Linked DNA regions of Gossypium arboreum: region 1 is linked to region 2. Evidence: chromatin contacts called from public Hi-C data. All regions are on one chromosome and are shown on one strand. The core of a region is the stretch at or near the end of the contact, and the rest is flanking DNA. Distances in the headings are between cores, read along the strand shown. Region 1 holds the start of LOC108477412. Region 2 holds the start of LOC108476579 (probable galacturonosyltransferase 9).

What was found. A called contact is a pair of places that touch in the nucleus more often than the background predicts.
Region 1: a contact with region 2 is called in a Hi-C map of leaf, with 2.7 times the contacts expected there. The contact joins the promoter of LOC108477412 here to the promoter of LOC108476579 in region 2. A contact is called at or near these places in 2 of 5 Hi-C or Micro-C datasets (both in leaf).

The regions. Positions count from the first base shown.
Region 1 is chr12:13,575,839-13,580,914 of ASM2569848v2, forward strand. LOC108477412 reads right to left here and starts at 2,279. Exons shown (of 11, transcript XM_017779951.2): 1 at 2,133-2,279; 2 at 1,198-1,318; 3 at 943-1,013; 4 at 820-869; 5 at 667-740; 6 at 521-583; 7 at 73-160. The coding sequence starts at 1,229.
Region 2 is chr12:13,334,804-13,340,463 of ASM2569848v2, forward strand. LOC108476579 (probable galacturonosyltransferase 9) reads left to right here and starts at 1,768. Exons shown (of 4, transcript XM_053023589.1): 1 at 1,768-2,195; 2 at 2,548-3,783; 3 at 4,149-4,424. The coding sequence starts at 2,025. The coding sequence ends at 4,424.

The sequences.
Region 1 (5,076 bases), core at 1,029-3,528, 240 kb after region 2:
TCTCTCACAAATGTGCCCAATAATCTTTTGATATCCAATGTCAAGAGAATAAATGAATACTTATGCCAATACCTTTGACGCTTCAAGCATGTTGGTATCAAAAATCTGTTTAAAGGTATCCCAGCTTTCCTCTGTTAAGAACTGGTGTGCTTTAACTGCACTGGAACCACATCAGCACATGCAATATCATAATATAAGAGAACCATATAAGACACACATGAATGTCAGTATAAAGCATTCAATAGAACAAATAAGACTTGAATCAGACACAATCAAACCCGTATAACCAGAAGAATTAGATTTGGGAAATGGAGAGAATTGAACTCTCAGCTCCTCCAAGAGCGACAGTATGCTGAACTGTCTGTCAAAACCTTTTGACAACACTCCCATTGCAATAAAAGGAGGATTATATAGTGGGTTGTCAAGTCGCCAAATAAGCTGACAGTGGCATTACCCCATAATCCTCCTTTTAAACTCTCTTTGAAATGAAAATGTGCTGATGAAACATATACAGAGATACCTTAAGTCATAATCAGGATACATGTGATAGAGGGTAAGCACCAGATAAATCAATGTCTTCCGACTGAAATGCACAATAAAAATCTGGTCAAAAGTCATGAATGAACATAAATCAAACTACCTAAAACTGAATATAATATTTACAACCTTGATCTACTCAACAGGAATTCAACTGGTGAGGAGGAGTCAGTATCTGAGGATTTCCCCAGATAGTCAAGGATCTGATATGAAACAAGCATCAGAAACCAAAATTCTAAAGAAAATGGAGCCAAAAACATGATATGTTGAATGTTCTCAAACCTCATTCTCCAAACTGAGAGATAGTTTTTTATCTGTTCCTGTGTGTTTGCCTAGAAGCATGAAAAAATTGAGTTTGAACCAACATCTCCAAATGTTTGGGACAACTTATGTAGTTGAACTTACAAGAGTATGCTTCAAGTCTTCCTTTGATGGTACGCTCACCGAGGTTTAATTCACTCAAGAAATCATTTATTCTATAAAATAAGATACAAATTAAGTCAGACTTTAAATCAAAAGGCAGACAAAGATCATGGATCTAAGAAGGGTGAGGAAAATTTGTTACCATTCCATTTTCTAATAATTGAAAATTACCAGTCACGCAGAGTATACTCTAAGAACTTCATACAGAATATGTTCAGACGGATAATTGAAAATTACCGGTCAAGCGGAGTGTATTCTAAGAACTTCATACTGAATACGTTCAGACTTCAGACAGATTAATGGAATTTGCTGTTAATGATGCCAAAACTTGAAGGTCCTGCAGACAAAGAAAAGAAGACTAGAATGTAGAAACTATCAGTACAATGATGCAATCAAATAAAAATGCGTTAGGGCCAGAAGCTGGATTCATATATCAAAGTAAGTCAAACTCAAATGGCAAAACAAAATTATAAAACTAAAAATAGAATTTCAAATAAAAAAAAAAATCTTCATTTGTGAAACAAAAGCACACCCACACTAATATAGCCCTCAATTTTGTCACTTCCCAGCATAAATTTTGTCTCATCTCTATCTTCAATCCCATTATGCCATTATTGAAGATTTAAACATTGACAAAAGAAATCCCATTATTCCATTTCCCAAATCCATATTTAAATTCCATCCCGTGCATCAAGTATAAAGTCTAATACAAAAAATTGCTTGCCAAGGCTTACTGATTTGAAACTGTTCATCGTTGAGGAATTTGGTACTTCTGATTAGAGTCAAATTTATACTTTCACTCTATTTAAATATGGAATTTTGCTACTGCACATTCCATTTCATTGATTTATAAATAAAAAAAAATTAACAGGATTAGAATATTTCATGGAACAATTTGTTAATGTGATTGACCAATTTAGTGATTTTCATTAGTTTTAGTCCAAAAATCAACAAAAATGAAAGTATAACCGCAAAACTGAACGAATTTGAAATCCAACCGCAAACTTCAGACAATTTCACATGAACTGAATCAAAAGGAAACTACAAATGTAAAATCAAATTACAAAAAGTAAAAGAAGTTTCTAATTAAATGATAAAATCAAATCACAACAACAGAAAAGGGAATATACCCTTGGCTCGGTTCGATGTCAGAGAAGAAACGGAAAGCTTACCGGAGTTTCTGTTCGCCGGCGTTTAACGATTGGGCTTCCTAAGTTAGAAGAAAAGGGGAAGTTCTGAAAAGTGAAATCTCGTAAAAATCAGAAATAATTAGAATGAAAAGAAAAAGAACGTGGCTGATTTTTTTTATTTGTTTATTTATTTATTCGTAAATATATATTTTTACAAGGCCATAATGCAAAGTAGTATATTCATGGCATAAAATTATTACAAGTTTTTCAATATTCATCTTGGTCCCTCCGTCTTTCGATGTTGGCGGCAGGATTAATTTGTGATTCTTACAGAAGTTTGGGGGCTAGATATATATTTCTCATAATAGTTGTTTGACTAAATTATTATCAACTTCAACGAGTTTGGGGGCTGCATGCTTATACTTACTAACAATATTTTTTCGCCTTCCGAAATTATTTTTTTAATATTTAAAAATAAAAGTAATTTTATTTACTTATATTTTTGTAAAAATATTTTTCATATTGAAATGGGATTAGGAAATTGATTGGATAGAATTACGAGTATAGTTGATATGTTATAGGATTCATTTTATCGGAGTTATTTTTACTACAGGTGTATATCATTTCGATAATTTTCCAGGATACAAGGTGTTCGTGGGAACATACCACTTAACACCAAGTAGATTTTTATTAGATAGTTCTCTATATGGGTGTTCAAATGGTTAACTTAACCGAACTATATTAATCGAAATAACCGAACTTTTTAATCCTTTAATCATTAATTGAACAAAAAAAATTAATCGAACAGAAATATTTCAGTTAATTCGGTCGGTTAACCAAATTAACCAAATTATTTTTTTGGTTAAAACAAATATAAAATAAATAAATTGATAATATTCATTTGACCGAATTAATCGAATTAAAATTACATATAATTTGTATTATTTATTATTAAGTTTGGTTAATTCGGTTAATTACTCAATTTTTGAACCGAATTAACTGATAATCGAACTTCCAAAAAATCATTAATCGACCTCCGACCAAATTAGATCAGTTAACCTGTCGATTAATTGAATTAGACATGTTTGGTCTGTTAATATGATTTTAACTGAAATTTGAACACCCCTAGTTCTCTAGAACACTGGGTGTCCGTGAGCACATATCGATAGTTTCTCTTGAGCATTGGGTGTTTGTGGAAATGTATTATTAGTTCCTCAACATTGAGTGTCTGTAAGTGTATATTGGTTTGATAGTGAAATAAGCTGCGTATCCGTCTTTTAGTCCATGCCTGGTTAATAAGGGCTAAAATATTAATGTAATGTAGTTAAAATACATAGTGTTTTATAGATACATATACTTTGAATATGAAATTTATATGAGAACAATATTATAAAAAATAGATCAATATGCTTGATACTTGAAATTAGAATGTAAAATCCTGAGGGCATATCAATATGATGGATAACAAGAATTAGACATATAAAAAGCATATAAAAGAACATTTGTGTTACAAATTAAGAGTCCTAAGCGCCCTATGGTACTATGAAAACAAAATGAATTATTCAATATATGGAATTGAGATGCAAAGTGTATCATTAAGCTAGCAAATGAGGATTAATTTATTGGTTGGGCTATATCCTTGATAAACCGTAATATATACATGTTTTTATCCCATGCTTGGCATATTTTTGAATGAATTATCATAAGAGTTGATAAATTTGATTCTCCTAATCCTTTAATTTCATGTTTTATACTCAGGAGAGCTTAGGATAGCAAAAAGAGCAAGAAACGAGCCAAAAACGGACAAATTGGGCCTAATTCAGTGCTTCATACGGCCTCGGCACTTCTACACGGGTAATCCATATGCCCGTGTGTGACACATGGGTAGGCCACACGCTCGTTTGTCATGGCTGTGTCGACATTAAACCAAGTCAGAATTGCACACGGCCTGAGAACTTTTGCACGGGCGTGGCACACGGCCGTGTCCCTGTCGAGCCCAAGTCTAATTCTACTCGGAAAAGGCTAATTTTGAGGGTTTTGTGGCATGTCAAAGTCTATATAAACACCCTAGAAGAGGATTAAAGGGGAACATATAGAGTAGAAGGCAGAAAAGACTAGAAGAATAGCCATCGGAATCAGCTCAGAAGCAGGATCTCCTTCAAGACTAAAGATCTCCATTCAATTTCCTTAGAATTTCTTTGGGTTTCTTTATGTTTTGTTGTCTTCCCAATTTTGAGATGTTTTCCTTTATTATTATGAACTAAATTCTTTAAATACCTAGGGAAGTTGAAACCTAAGACGGATCTTATTACTATTTGAATTATATGATAAATACTTGTTCTTATTCTTAATTGTGAGTTTTAATCCTTGCTTTAATATTCCAGGATATTCATTCAGGGTTTGATGTGCTTATTCAGTGGAGCAAAAGTCCCTATTTAAGAGTAAATCTTCAATAATTAAGCGGAGTTGCATGCAATCCTAGAGATATGACGACATAAATCTCCCGGATTAGAGTCAAATCTAATAAGGGAATCCATAGATCGAGTTATGCGATAATAGGAGTTTTAATTAGAAAGAGATTTCAATTAATCAACCTAGAGTCAGTTGTTCTTAGTCTCGAAAGTAATATTAACATAAGTCAGGGATTTCTACAAATTAAGTCAAGTGAATAAATCGTCTAACTCAGAAGTGATAAGTGAAGTCTAGGCGGATTCTTCCTTGGGTATTGTCTTCTCCATCGATTTTCTAAACAGTATTTTTCAACTTTCATCTCTGTCGTGATCTTAGTTAATTAGATAATTAGTCTTAGTTAAAACATTCTTTTAATTGTTAGGCTAGATAATAAAAAGATAGTAATTACTAGTACTTTTAGTCCTTGTGGATACGATATTTCTGGTCTCACCATAACTATACTACTGTTCGATAGGTGCGCTTGCCTTAGTCGAATTTTTAGTTAGTTTAGCGACCATCAAGTTTTTGGTGCCTT
Region 2 (5,660 bases), core at 518-3,017:
TTGAGCAAGATCGTGCTGATAACATGTTATAAAATAAAGAGAGATGTGGAGAATAAAGAACAAATAAAATATGAAAGCATTATAAAATGTACTTATTGATCAAAAAGGGTAATTACAATGCTTCATCAGAGTCTCTATTTATGGGTATAAGAAGTATAAAAGAAGTAGAGATCTAATTCTAATAACTATTAGAATTTAAAGTATTTTAAAACTTTATCTTAATCATGTTGGACATCCACTTAATAAGATATTCATAACAAATACATTTTTATTAAATATCATAAAATATAAACGCATATATTTGACTTTGTCATTACAAATATTTTTATTTATTTATAATATTTATGGCATTTATAGGTAAGATTTTAATTTTATTAAAATAATTGGTTGAATGAACTTAATAAGAAAACTTATAAATAAAAAATTTGATTCCATTAAAAGAAATTTATTGAATGGATTTATATAATAAATAAAAATAAAATTTATATTAATTATTTTATATTTAAATTGTTATGGTTACATTAACAAAAAATAAAACAAAAAGAAAGTATGTTACTTTTATTTTAATTGTTTATTAACTTTATATTTTTTATATACAATTTTATATACAATATAATATAATATAATCTCTTATTTTATTTTATGGTTGTATTAATTATAGATATGGTCATTGTATTTACTTTTAAGAAAAATATAAAAGTTGAATTTGAAGAGTTTAATTTAAAAATAGTATTATAATAAAGAAATAAATTATATTAGGATCATTGTTATAGTTTTTAGGCACTAATAAAATAGTACCACGTTATTAAATTTTAAAAATAATAAAATATTATTATACATTTATTTATATTTAATATCTTCTCCAACTTAATTTAACTTTAATTAAATTACTTAAAATAATTAATTTTTAAATTATAAACAAACATCTTTTCTTCTTTTACAAATTTTAATCATTTTTTTCTCATAAGTTAATTTTTTTTGTGCAATCAATTTTTAAAAAATTAACATTTTTTCTGCACTTTTTTCCATATCATTGGTACATAATCGTGGTAATTATTTTACCATAAATCCCGAACCTAGAACCTTGAACTTCAAAGTTCAAGATTTGGATTCGAGATTTAAAGTTTAGGGTTCGAGTTTGGGTTTTGAGTTTGGAATTCAATGTAAAAGTTCAAGGTTCGGGGTACAAGTTTAGGGTTCAGAATTCAATGTTCAAGGATTCGGGGTATGGGTTATGAGTTATGAGTTCGGAATTTAGAGTTTTGGTTTAAGGTTACGAGTTTGGTGTTCAAGGATTCGGGGTATGGGTTATGAGTTATGAATTCGAAATTTAGAGTTTTGTGTTCAAGTTTAGGGTTTAGGGTTATAAGTTTTGGGCTTAAAGTTCGGGATAAAAAATTTATTAAAATTATGTGTCAATCATATGAAAAAAATTGTTAAATGTTATTAAATAATAGAAAAGGGACCATGAATAATGTGATGAGAATAATTTATAAAATAATTTCTCTATGGATGAGTGTATAATAGTAATTTTATATTATTAAAATTTGACTGGTAGTTAAAAATTTTACTTTATGTAAGTTATTCCCTTATAAAAATATTTGGACTGCTAAAGTAGGAATATATTTGGAAAGAAAAAAAAAAGAAAAGTTTTATAGAATTTAAGTGGTTGGATCAGTAATTGAAGACAATCGATCGAATTGAAAAAGTTATGGATCATATTGGTCCGGCCCATTACACATATAACTACGGATCTCACCCTCTTCAGTCAGCCCGACAAATTCTAACCATCTCAACGAACAATCCCTACACCCCCCCTCACCCTAAACACTTCCATCAATTTCTTCATTCCTTTTCTTCAGTTCATCAGTCAAATCTTAATAAATCAACCACATCTTCTAACCCTTTCATTGTCAAATCTCAGATCTCATTACTGTGTCATTCTTTATTTATTTATTTATTTAGTTTCACTAATCAGTCTAAGAGACGGACAGAAACAAAGCAGTGTAAATAGCTGAATTTCGATGGCTGTGGCTATCAGGGGAGCTCGCGGTGGCGGATCCGGCGGTGTTGGAGCTGGTTTCCGCGGTTTTTTTTCTTACAGGATCTTCGTCTCAGCCATGTTTTCGCTTCTCTTCATTGCCACTGCCACCGTTCTCCTCACTACTCGTCCTTCTACAACTCATCAGCACTCTGTAAATTTTTCCTTCTTCAAAATCCTTTATCATTTGTTCTGTTTTTGGTTTTTTCAGATACCCTTTTCTTTTTTCTAACTTGGGTTTTTTTAGCCTCAGTAACATGCCATTTATTTCTCTAATTCGGTGCTTCAAAATTTAAATCTATTTGGCTTTTATTCATACACTTTGGCGATTTGCTGAGCCTTTAATACTTCACAATCTAATCTCTCTCTCTCTCTCTCTCTCTCTATGGTTGTTTTCTGCTAGTCTCTAGGGCAGAGCTTGCAGTACTTTAAAATTCATTCTGTTTGGGGTTTTAAATACCCTTTTAGATGTTCTAACTATTTTCTTTTCCGGGGTTTTCTAGCAGAGGTTTCGAAGTGGCGGAAATGCTTACATGCATAGAACGTTTGTAGCATTGAACTCGGACCCTCTCAAAACAAGGTTAGATTTGATATACAGGCAAGCCAATGATCACATCACATTAGTGAAAGCATATGCAGCTTATGCAAGGAAACTAAAGCTTGACATTTCGAGGCAATTGAAAATGTTTGACGATTTGGCTAAGAATTTCTCCGATATTACATCTAAACCGAGGTATAAATCCTCTTTGTTTGAAACCGATGGGAATCTAGATGAGGATGTCTTAAGGCAGTTTGAGAAAGAAGTGAAAGATAGAGTGAAATTTGCTAGGTTGTTAATAGCTGAATCTAAAGAAAATTATGATAATCAGTTGAAAATTCAAAAGTTGAAAGATACTATTTTCGCAGTTAGGGAATTATTAGGTAAGGCAAAAAAGAATGGAGCTTTTGCGAGCTCAATTGCTGCCAAATCAATTCCTAAGAGTTTACATTGCTTGGCAATGAGACTGGTGGAGGAGAGAATTTCCCATCCGGAGAAGTACAAGGAAGACTTGCCTAAGTCTGAGTTTGATGACCCCGATTTGTACCACTATGCTATATTTTCTGATAATGTGATTGCAGTTTCTGTGGTGGTGAGGTCTGTGGTGAAGAACGCTGAGGAGCCTTGGAAACATGTGTTCCATGTGGTAACTGATAGAATGAATTTGGCTGCAATGAAAGTTTGGTTCAAAATGAGACCTGTAGAAGGAGGTGCTCATGTGGAGGTGAGGGCATTAGAAGACTATAAATTCATGAATTCCGCCTACGTGCCAGTTTTGAGGCAAATTGAGTCTGCTAAGCAGAGATTTTACTTGGAGCATAAGATGGAGAATGCTACCAAAGATGGGAGTAACACGAAGTTTAGGTATCTTGAGCATATGTCAATGTTGAATCACCTTAGGTTTTATTTGCCTGAAATGTACCCTAAGTTGCATAAGATTTTGTTCTTGGATGATGATGTTGTGGTTCAGAAGGACTTGACAGGGTTGTGGAAGATAGACTTGTCTGGAAAGGTGAATGGAGCTGTAGAAACCTGCTTTGGGTCGTTTCACCGTTTCTCTCAGTATTTGAATTTTTCACATCCTCTCATTAGGGAGAGGTTTAATCATAAGGCTTGTGCTTGGGCTTATGGGATGAATATTTTTGATCTTGATGCTTGGAGGCGTGAGAAATGCACGGAAACGTATCACAACTGGCAAAACTTGGTTAGTACATTATTTTCTTTAAAGAAACTTACTTATGTTTGATACAAATAGGAGTAATAATTTGTTAGCTACTGGTGTTACAGATCATTTCATGATTTTAATGGAGAAAGAGAAACAATGTTTTTACCTGCAAAAAATTGACAACACACTGTAAATAAATGATGACTCCTTTGTCCTAATGGTAATAGAGTGGTCTCGGAGGGAAAATTAGAAATGATGACAAATAAATACAACTTTTAGGAGTAAAACCAATTAATTAACTTCAAGTTTTAAATACAACACCTCAGTTTTGCTAATGGTTTGAATTATGGATCGAAGTTATGGAAGTGGATGTGTAATTAACTTTTAATTGATCTTCTGATCAGAATGTTGATCGGGCTCTGTGGAAATCAGGTACTCTTCCGCCTGGCCTGATCACCTTTTACTCATTGACAAAATCACTGGACAAATCCTGGCACGTGCTTGGACTTGGATACAATCCAAGCATTAGCATGGATGTGATCAACAATGCTGCACTCATTCATTATAATGGAAACATGAAACCTTGGCTAGACATAGCTATGAACCAATACAAGAATCTCTGGACCAAATATGTGGATAATGACATGGAATTCCTGCAGACATGCAATTTTGGAGTGTAGGTAAGTAAGTACTGGTGCTTCTTTCTCAATAATCAAGTAACAAAAATAGAAATTTTAGCGATTGTTCATATAGGCTTGCTATATTTCACCAACATTTACACTATTCTTTAGTTTAACTGCCAGAGTAAAGCTTAATGGTTTTATCTTTAGTTCTTTCTCCCCTTTATTAGGCTTACTATTTGTTTATTCTTAAATTTGCTGTTTTGTTCTTGAAGATGTCAAGCACGAATTGTACTGAACCAGATTATATATGTATACACTTAAATGATTCTTTGATAGTGAAATCTTTTCCATCAATACATTTGTCAACTTACAAAACTCGACATGTTAGTCTAGTTTTATGGCAATTCAAACTTACTTTCAGTTACTGTTATGTCTCTCAGGTTTGTTTGTCTGCTTTACAAGTTAGATTGAGAGTAAAAATTTCCCATGCATAATGGTGCAGTAGGTTAGAAGCTATGTTGCTCCGGCTCTTATTTATTTTTTGAAGCATCTATATTTGACTCTCGTTCCTGACACATGGATAGGTCATAGGAGGTGACTTCCAAAAATCTTCTAAATATGTTTAAGAATTTTGAAAATTTCATCATACTCGTATCAAATACATACCAATACCTGATACTCAACTCTGAATTTATGTAAATTTTTTTGATATCGTCTTAGCTTTTTAGCACTTGGAATCTTGCAACTTGTAGTTCTCCATCTTTTGTTGTAGTTACCGAATGTGAGAACCCTTAGATGGTTTGGTGAAGGTTAGGTTGCTAGGTTTCCATCTTTAATCTGCACTCAACCGTACTGTTGAACTTAGTCCTATTTGTAGACTAAAACTTATGTTTTCATAAATCTTACTCAAGCTTAGGACTCTATAGTTTTTCCTCTTTTTATAGAATAGGTTCATTAAGAAACCAATTGAAATAAAAGAAGAAAAAAGCCCCTATAACTGCTCGAATTCTGGCAATCAAATTCTCGAGTATGGTCTCTGTAGGAGAGCTTAAGCGTAAGAGTTCGAAGCCAGTAATATTTCTATGTATAGGTGTCAAGAACAGGCGTTGCATCTTATTACCATTTAATAGGAAATGGTATGGCAATAAGATTGTCGATTAATATTATCACAATATCACAATTTTAAGGAATAATTTATTTAACAGCTTCGTTGCTGTTTAATAACTATTATTGACTAACATTTCACTATATTTTTCTTATATCTGATTTATCATTTAACATCAACTTAAAAAA